2 separate regions of the Mus musculus genome follow, and region 1 is linked to region 2. A link is a contact called in public HiChIP or PLAC-seq data. All regions are on one chromosome and are shown on one strand. Each heading gives the region's core, a stretch centred on a gene start, on an enhancer-like site or on the middle of the called end of the contact. The rest is flanking DNA. Distances are from core to core; before and after follow the strand shown. Region 1 holds the start of Calcoco2 (calcium binding and coiled-coil domain 2). Region 2 overlaps Igf2bp1 (insulin-like growth factor 2 mRNA binding protein 1).

What was found. HiChIP or PLAC-seq counts read pairs in DNA pulled down with a chosen protein or histone mark.
Region 1: a contact with region 2 is called in an H3K27ac HiChIP or PLAC-seq map of embryonic stem cells, with 6 read pairs. The contact joins the promoter of Calcoco2 here to the enhancer-like site in region 2. A contact is called at or near these places in 3 of 39 promoter capture datasets (pre-B cells, second pharyngeal arch cranial neural crest and stem cell-derived epiblast-like cells), 4 of 484 Hi-C or Micro-C datasets (the CH12 cell line, differentiating embryonic stem cells, frontal cortex and 1 more), 1 of 115 datasets of contacts at active chromatin or transcription factors (embryonic stem cells) and 1 of 9 other capture datasets (pancreatic islet).

The regions. Positions count from the first base shown.
Region 1 is chr11:96,110,060-96,114,159 of GRCm38.p6, forward strand. It overlaps Calcoco2 (calcium binding and coiled-coil domain 2), which reads right to left and starts at 1,903. Exons shown (of 6, transcript NM_001271018.1): 1 at 1,878-1,903.
Region 2 is chr11:95,957,235-95,961,202 of GRCm38.p6, forward strand. It overlaps Igf2bp1 (insulin-like growth factor 2 mRNA binding protein 1), which reads right to left. Exons shown (of 15, transcript NM_009951.4): 15 at 1-3,968. Among named protein-coding and RNA genes, the nearest start is that of Mir3063, 4.2 kb to the right of the region's middle. Within about 2 kb of position 2,132, at least 8 of the 459 cell types and tissues checked have an H3K27ac peak or open chromatin away from gene starts, as enhancers often do. A contact at or near this core is called in differentiating embryonic stem cells and embryonic stem cells, where this site is marked.

The DNA of each region.
Region 1 (4,100 bases), core at 653-3,152, 150 kb after region 2:
GTTCAGGCATTCTCCTATACTTGGGCATAGAGCCTTCACACGACCAGGGGCCTCTCCTCCCATTGATGAGAGGCTAGGCCACCCTCTGCTATATATATAGCTAGAGCCACAAGTTCCACCATGTGTTTTCTTTGATTGGTGGTATACTTCCAAGGAGCTCGAGGGTACTAGTTACTTCATATTGGTGTTCCTCCTATGGGGCTTCAGTCCCCTTCAGCTCCCTGGGTATTTCTCTGGCTCCTTCACTGGGGACCTTGTGCTCTGTCCAATGGATGACTGTGAGCATCCACTTCTGTATTTGCCTGGCATTGGCAAAGCCTTGCAGGAGAGAGCTGTATCAGGCTCCTGTCAGCAGGCTCTTGTTGGCATCTGCCTAGTTGTCTGGGTTTGGTGGTCTTATTGTGAAGCAAGGCAGCAACAGCCAGGTCTACTTCTCACTCAGGGTAAATGGGCAAACTACAGTTCTAAGTTTTTGGAGAAAAAAAAAAAAGTAAGTTCCAAACACTCAGAGCTCCTGACAGTACCCAGTAAAGCACTTGGTCTAGGCATCCCTAATCTTGCATGATAAGTAAGCTACAAAGACCTGATAGTTACAGGGCTGGAGAGTTGGCTCAATGGTTAAGAGGTCTTCCAGAGGATCTAGGTTTAATTTCCAGCAACTGCAAGGCAGCTTACAACTATCTATCCAGTTTGAGGACATGACACCCTCACAGACATACATGCATACAAGCAAAACGCCAATGCACATAATATAACAATTTCAAAAAGAAAAGACCTAGTGTATAAAATGTGTAGCCCTGGATGTCCTGGAACTCCCTGAGGTAGACAAACTGACCTTTGTCTACAATTTACAGAGATCCACCTGCCTCTGCCTCTGCCTCTCAAGTGCTACCAAGTGCTGAGATTAAAGGCATGAACTAACAACCGCCTGGTAAATGAAGTCCTTTGTTATATGAGTTTTTTCTTTTGCAAAAAATAAGAAAAAGGGCTCAGAGGTTGAGCACTGTCTGCTCTTCCAGAGGTCATGAGTTCAATTCCCAGCAACCACAGGGTGGCTCACAACCATCTGTACTGAGGACTAGTGCCCTCTCCTGGCTTGCAGGCATAAATGCAAGCAGAATACCGTGCACTTAATAAATAAATACATCTTGGGGCTGGATAGATGGCTCAATGGTTAAGAGCACTAACTGTTCTTTCAAAGGTCCTGAGTTCAAATCCCAGCAACCACATGGTGGCTCACAACCATCTCTAATAAGATCTGATGCCCTCTTCTGGTGCACCTGAAGACAGCTACAGTGTACTTAGATATAATAAATCTTAAAAACAACAACAACAACAACAAACAACAACAAAAACAGACGGGTCCTCCCCAAAGTTTAAAAAAAAATAAGAAAAAGTCTGTTAAGTTATAATATAACATCTCAAAATTATTCTTCTAAGCTCCATCCATGGTCACCTGAGGCACTGACAACTTTTCCACTTGGGCTGCCTAGAGCAACCTACAGTTACAGGACACAAGTGGCCAGAGCCCTGGAAGGCCATGGTGGGTGACACAGCAAGGCTAGGTTTGGAACCTCAGCACACTGGGGTGATGGGTCTGGGTACCACCGCGAACCCATACATAGGGCCACTGCTGCAGGACCCTGACTCCTGTCAGAGACGAACCCAACAGGTCTGGTCTCTGGAAAAACCAGCCAGAATTTCTCAGGACTCGAAAGGGGTCCCACGCCCTCCCAAACCCACTGTGGGTAATCGGAGCACTCCAAGACGGCCTAGGGTGATGCCGAAGCCCCCACACCCTGCCCTGCCTGTAGACCCTGTCTCAAGGTCTGAATTCCGGGATCCAAGGGCTCAATTGCACCCCTTAAGGTACTCACCAGGAACAGCAGCCAGCAGCACTAGCGCTGGGAAAGGCGGGTGGGCGAGTTTAAGGACTGAAGGGATGGGCAGGCCCGGCCCACTGAGTCACAAACCCCGCCCTTGCCGCGGGACAGCTGGGACATTTAGTGCCTTTTTTGAAGAGCTGGATTTGCCTTTTTTATCACCCCGATGGCAAACTGGTTTTTTGTTGTTGTTCTTGTTTGTGTTTATATTTTAATTTGCTCAAAGCTCATATCCTTGAAAGGGCATTGAGAGTTCATCTAGGGCTGAGCGGAGGTGGCACATGCTTTTAATCCTACCACTCTGGAGGCAGAGGCAGAGGCAGGCGGATTTCTGAGTTCGAGGACAGCCTGGTCTACAGCGTGAGTTCCAGGACAGCCAGGGCTACACAGAGAAACCCTGTCTCAAAAAACCAAAAAGAAAAAAAAAAAAAAAAAAAACCCAAAAAAACCAAAAACCAAAACACTTTGGTCACTAATAGTCCTATAGCTGCAGATCAGACTCTGGCATTTTAGTCTGATACACACACACACACTTGGTAGTAGATACCTCTAATTCCAGTTTTTAAGCACAGGAACACAAGGTCAGCAGTTCAGGGTTAGATTTGGTCGCCAACCAAGTTTGAAGTCAGCCTGGACTATCTGAGACCTTGTCTATTAAAAAAATAATGCTCACTCCTGTCCTGAAAGAAAATCTGTTAAACTCCTTTTTGGGTCTTCTGTGACTTGACTCAGAAAGTCTTTTTTTTTTTTTTTTAATCCCCATTTTATATGTATGAGGGGCCAGCTTTGAATTTATGGAGAGAAAGTTGCCCTTGTGCTCTAGAGCTTTCTGGTATCCTCAGGTCCTGAAGGAAAAGGCATGTGACTTCTTCATTAAAAGTCTCTTTACTGTAGACACAGAATGAGCAGAGTCTCCCTCCCCTTCAATCTTTCTTTTTCTTTTCATGTTTTTGTTTTGTTTTGTTTTAAGACAGGGTTTCTCTGTGTAGCCCTGGCTGTCCTGGAACTCACTCTGTAGACCAAGCTGGTCTCGAACTCAGAAATCTGCCTGCCTCTGCCTCCCAAGTGCTGGGATTAAAGGCCTGTGCCACCACTGCCTGAATTGTGTGATTCTTATCACAAGCATGACTTTGAACTCAAGGCAGTCCTCCTGCCTCAGGCTTTCAGGTGCAAGGATTACAGATGTGAAACACCACCATGGCTGCTACCTTTATTTTTTTTTGTAATTACCCATAGGAGCTGGGCAATGGTGGCGCATGCCATGTACAGAGAAACCCTGTCTCAAAACAAAGCAAAACAAACAAAAATTACCCAGAGGATACCAAATGCACGTTGCCTATGGAAGATTAAGTTCCGAAAAGTCCCTTCCCTTCTCAAAGGCGTTCCGAGCGTTTGAATCTGGAAGAAATGCTCTGTATCACATAACCAGAACATTCATGCTTCTGAAGTACTTTTAGATTTAAGACAGGGAAAGAAACATTCTAATTCTGCCTTCTAGGAACATCTTGGGTACCCTCCTGCAGACTCTCTGAGTGCCTCTTCCAATGTCTGAGAATATCAGATTGGTAAAATGGTTCCATCAGAGAATCACTTGTTGCACAATCCCAGGGACCCAAATTCTATCCCAAAGTCCAAGGAAAGGCAGAGAAAGAAAACCAACAGGGCAAAGCAGCCTGCTGATCTGCATGGGCACAGCGCTACCAACCCTTCACCTATTATCATGAACTCACAGGCACACACTCTATTAACAATGAACAAATTTTAATTTTTGAAAATAAGATTTGAGAAAATTAAGGTCTTTCTGCACAAACCTAGGCAAAAGGATGTCAAATCTATTAAGATTGAGAAAATAGCTGAGCCGGGTGGTAGTGGCAGTGGTGGCACACACCTTTGATCCCAGCACTCAGGAGGCAGAGGCAGATGGATCTCTGTGAGTTCGAGGCCAGGCTGGTCTACAGAGTGAATTCCAGGACAGCCAGGAAACCTGCCCCCTCCCCCCCAAAAAGGCAAGGAAGACTTGCCAATCAGGATCATACATGCCTATAATTTTGGCACTAGGGAGGCAGAGGCAGAAGGATCTTTGAAAGTTTGAGGTAGCCTGGTCTATACTGTAGTAGAATTTTTGAAGAGCCATTGCACCTGGCTTTTACTCCTGAGTGAAGGCAACATAACCTTGAGGTAATTGGCTTGCAAATAACCAGTGATTGTTATCTGAGA
Region 2 (3,968 bases), core at 882-3,381:
TTCCCCCGGAAGGGACCCCCGGGAGTGTTCGTTCATCCATTCAATAAACAAACTAGCCAAGTCCGAGCCCGCTGCCCCTCCCCCAGCTTCAAGAACAGAGAAGGGAGGGAGGAAGGCACAATCAAATTCAGGGTCAGGATGGCCGGCAGAGTTCTGGTAAAATACAATCCCAAAGTTATCGCAATTACAGAGTCTAACAGTCACAAGCAGCAGCCCCCCAATGCCTCCCAGACATCCACTCAGAAAAATAAAGCCCTCCCCGGAAGCCGTGTCCTCGGACTGCCTATCAACCCATTCTGCCAGAGTGGGCTCTTCTCATTCAACTCTGGTTTCGGAGAACAGAATCACGATTTCTGAAGAGAAGGGAGACTCCAAATGGTGGTAAAAGGTATTTATTCATCATGCAAATTTATAATCTGCTTAAATTCATTTCCAATGAGCTTATAAGCAGTGGTTCACATAAAACTGTGGTCACATGAGGTTCCCTAACGAGTCCAGAAGCACCCCTGCCCAGTGCTCCTGTTTGAGATGTCCAGGTCACCTGGCCAGAGCTGTGACAGGAAGCACAGGTGAGTCTCACTGGCACTCCTTGGGGTGGGGATGTGACCAGACAAGGAGATCACTGGGAAAGCCGTATCATTACGTGACATGTGACAACTGCCAAAGAGGAAACCATATGTATGGGGGAAAAGAGTGTAGGAAATTAATCCCATGGTTACTGGAAATTGTCTCCCTCCCTTAAAAGAAAAAAAAATTTTTTTTGGTTTTTATTTTTTTTTTTTTTAAGATTTTTTGGAAAGTATTTTTAAGGTAATAGTTTTTCCTTTGGAAAAAGAAATCTTTCCCCCGCCTAACCTAAGCAAGTGGAGTTGCCACTACCTAAATTTCTCTATATTGTTTTGCTAAGAGGTAGATTAAAACCAAAAGTGAAACAGGCTTCTATAAGGAGGTCATTTAGGGGTGGGGAGGGCTAGGGCACCTGGCGGTGGTCAACTACAAAGGTGGCCTGAGCGAGCCTGGTAGACTGGACCAGGCCCCAGGGCAGAAGGATCCTGCTCTATCTCAGAGCGCGCCCCCTCCCCCCATACACACACACACCTCCCGAGGGGACTCAGTGGAGGCAGAGGATCTTGAAGAAACCCTGTTGAAGAGGCCCCGGTTCCCAAGTTAGGAGCTGACTAGGGGATTCCAGGCCGGACCCAGAACCACCCTCCATCCAGCTCTCTAGGGAAGGAGCCCATTCCTTTCCTCACATCAAGCTTAAGCTTAAGCTCTGAGAGAGAGGGGGAGGAGCTGGAGTGAAGGGATGAGAGAGTGGGGGAGGAGAGCAGAAAAGGGGATGGGGTGGGGGGGAGGGGACACGAGATGACGGAACCCTGCCAACCCGACCAATGTGAGTGGGGACCCGGGCAAGCCTGCCCGATCCCCATGACAAACCTAGTGTGGCATAAGCCAAAACTCTCTCCTGGCTGGGATTCATCCCCGAGGCATGAGTCCCTGCCCTCATCTCCAATCTTACTGTGAGGACTGAGGTAGTTCATCCATTTATACTCGTAGTATTCATCATCTGTGATTATGAAAAACACACGCTCCAGGAGCATCCTGCTATTTAAGAAAAACAAATTCTCTTCTTTTGTCAGTCCATAGTCACCCATTTGAGGGCATCCGTAATGATACCACATCAGGCCGTGCAGGGTTGAGGCTTTGGCCTAGCCTCTAGACCATGAAGCATGTGGCCTGTCCCGGATCTTGAACCCTCACTGAGATGTATCCAAAGGAAAGAAACACCATGTTTCAGCTGGTATTACTCTATGTATGTCTGAATACAAGAACAACATTCTGCACCTAAACCATTGAGTATCTGGAAGGAAAATGGCTTTTACATCCCCTGGCATTGATGAGGGGGTCTCTTCCTGCAATGTCCTGCCAAGCTGGTCTCCTTCTATTGGTTTTCAACAAACAGGCAAAAACAGTTGTGTGGTCTGAATGGCAAAGCCACTAGGATCTCCCCCAGGAGCACTTAGGACAAGGAAAGGCGACCTCGTCCCGAGAGAGGGGGAGAAGAGTTGCCTAAATCGACAGCTCCTCCTGGGGCTCAGTTAGGCTTGGCGCCCTCTGGGGCTGAGGTAGTTAATAGCACTGCTGGTTCCCAGTTTGGCAGAGGGTGTCTGGGAAGGGAGGAGGGGAAGGCACCCTTGAGAGCTAACTGAGGCCCCTCCTCACTGCCAGTCTGCCAGGCCTGAAGGGAACTCCACGGTGCCATCTCTGCAGTGGGGACAGGGGAGGAGAGCAGTCCCACAGGGAGCCCAAGAGTCCCTCCTTCCCCAAAGTGCAACAGGACCCCCTTTTCCCTGCTCCCTAGCCCTGGGCAAGCACCACACCCCAATCCCCCAGGAACTTAACAAGAGTGGTGCTTGTCTTTAGTGTAGTCTCCAGGACCCTCCCCCTCACAGACAGGCCTAGGAGATGTAGAAAGATGGCCGGCCACTGCTTTGTCTTAGAAACAGCCTCTCAGCCTCTGTCTGTCTGTCTGTCTTTGGCACAAAGGAAAACGGACATACAGAACCAACTGGAACATCCTGTCCCAGCATCCTCGGGGTTTTGACATGGTGTCTCCAGCCAATAGCGAGGCAGGAGTTTTCCCCAAAAGCGGAGAGTTTAGGGAAATGAAAGACAGAAAGGACCGGAAAGAGTCAAAGGCCACACGACTTCCCTCGTACCTAGACCTCCTTCCAGCAACTAAGTCCACAAACTGCAAAAGGCAACCAGACCCCAGAGGGGGTTAAAGCCACTGCGGTGTAAGCGGCAGATGCAGCTTCAAAGTCAGTCAGTGAGTCAAACCATTTGGCTTTTTATGTGTTTCCAAGAATTTAAAAAATAGACCCAAGAGATGATCCTTTCATTCATAAAACTACGTGTGTAGTGCACACACACACACCTCTATACATAGACCTCTGAGCACAGAAGCAGTTTCTTCTAAAGGTTGCTTTTCTCAACTGTCCAAATATCCCAAGTGCTTTTTGTAATAATTTGCCATCTTACCTAGGACAGGGTTTGGAAAAAAAAAAAAAAAGAGGTGACAAGCAGGGTAAGGAGCTGCCCTAAGATCTGGCCTTTGAGTCACCAGACAACCCAAATAAGCCAGGCTCTCCCTTCCTGCTGACCTCTGCCCCTAGTCCATATTCTTACTTTCATTAGGAAGCCAACTTTCACAATCTTGCTGCTGGGCAAATCCAGCCATGAGTGGAACCTTGCCTAGTCCATGTAAGTTTTCAGGTCCCTTGTCACACATGTTCTGATCTCTTCTGGGAGCTCAATCAGCTAAAGGGAAGGACTTGGACTTAAGGTGTGAAGGGGGCAGGTCCCCAAGGAACAGACGCTCCAGCAATCTCATTCCAGGTACTATGGGATCCCCCCATGGTCACTTGAACCAGGTATCAAAGCATGCTTGCTGCAAGAAATCCACTTGAAATCACTAAATGGCCGATGTCTGAACATTGTCTGCTTTGAATGGGAACAAAGCACATAGAGCCAGGTGGGAAGCTTAATTCTACTGGCCTGTTACATCCTAAAGACTGTTTCTCTCTTTGGACTAAATGGTCTGGAGCCTATGAGAGACCGTGGCTGTGATGGGGACCAAGTGGTAAGACCCTGTCCCAACCACACTCAGCATTTCCTCTTCCTCCTCTTGGCTACCCACCACTCTAAAACCAAGAATGCCCTAACAGGTCCACTTTTAGAATGAAGCAGATCAACCTAAGGAGGCAGGGAGACGGGGAGGGCAGTTATGGAGGGTCCGCTGGCCTTGTGGTCTATGCAGAATGACACAGACAAGAACAAGGTGGGGTGGGAATGAAACAATAACCAAAAAATCATCAGGAAAAGCACTGTAATGACAAACCAGGTGGCCCGATGGGAACAGAGTGGCCTTGTCTTTCCCATAAACGGAGTCTTGGCTCCCATATTTT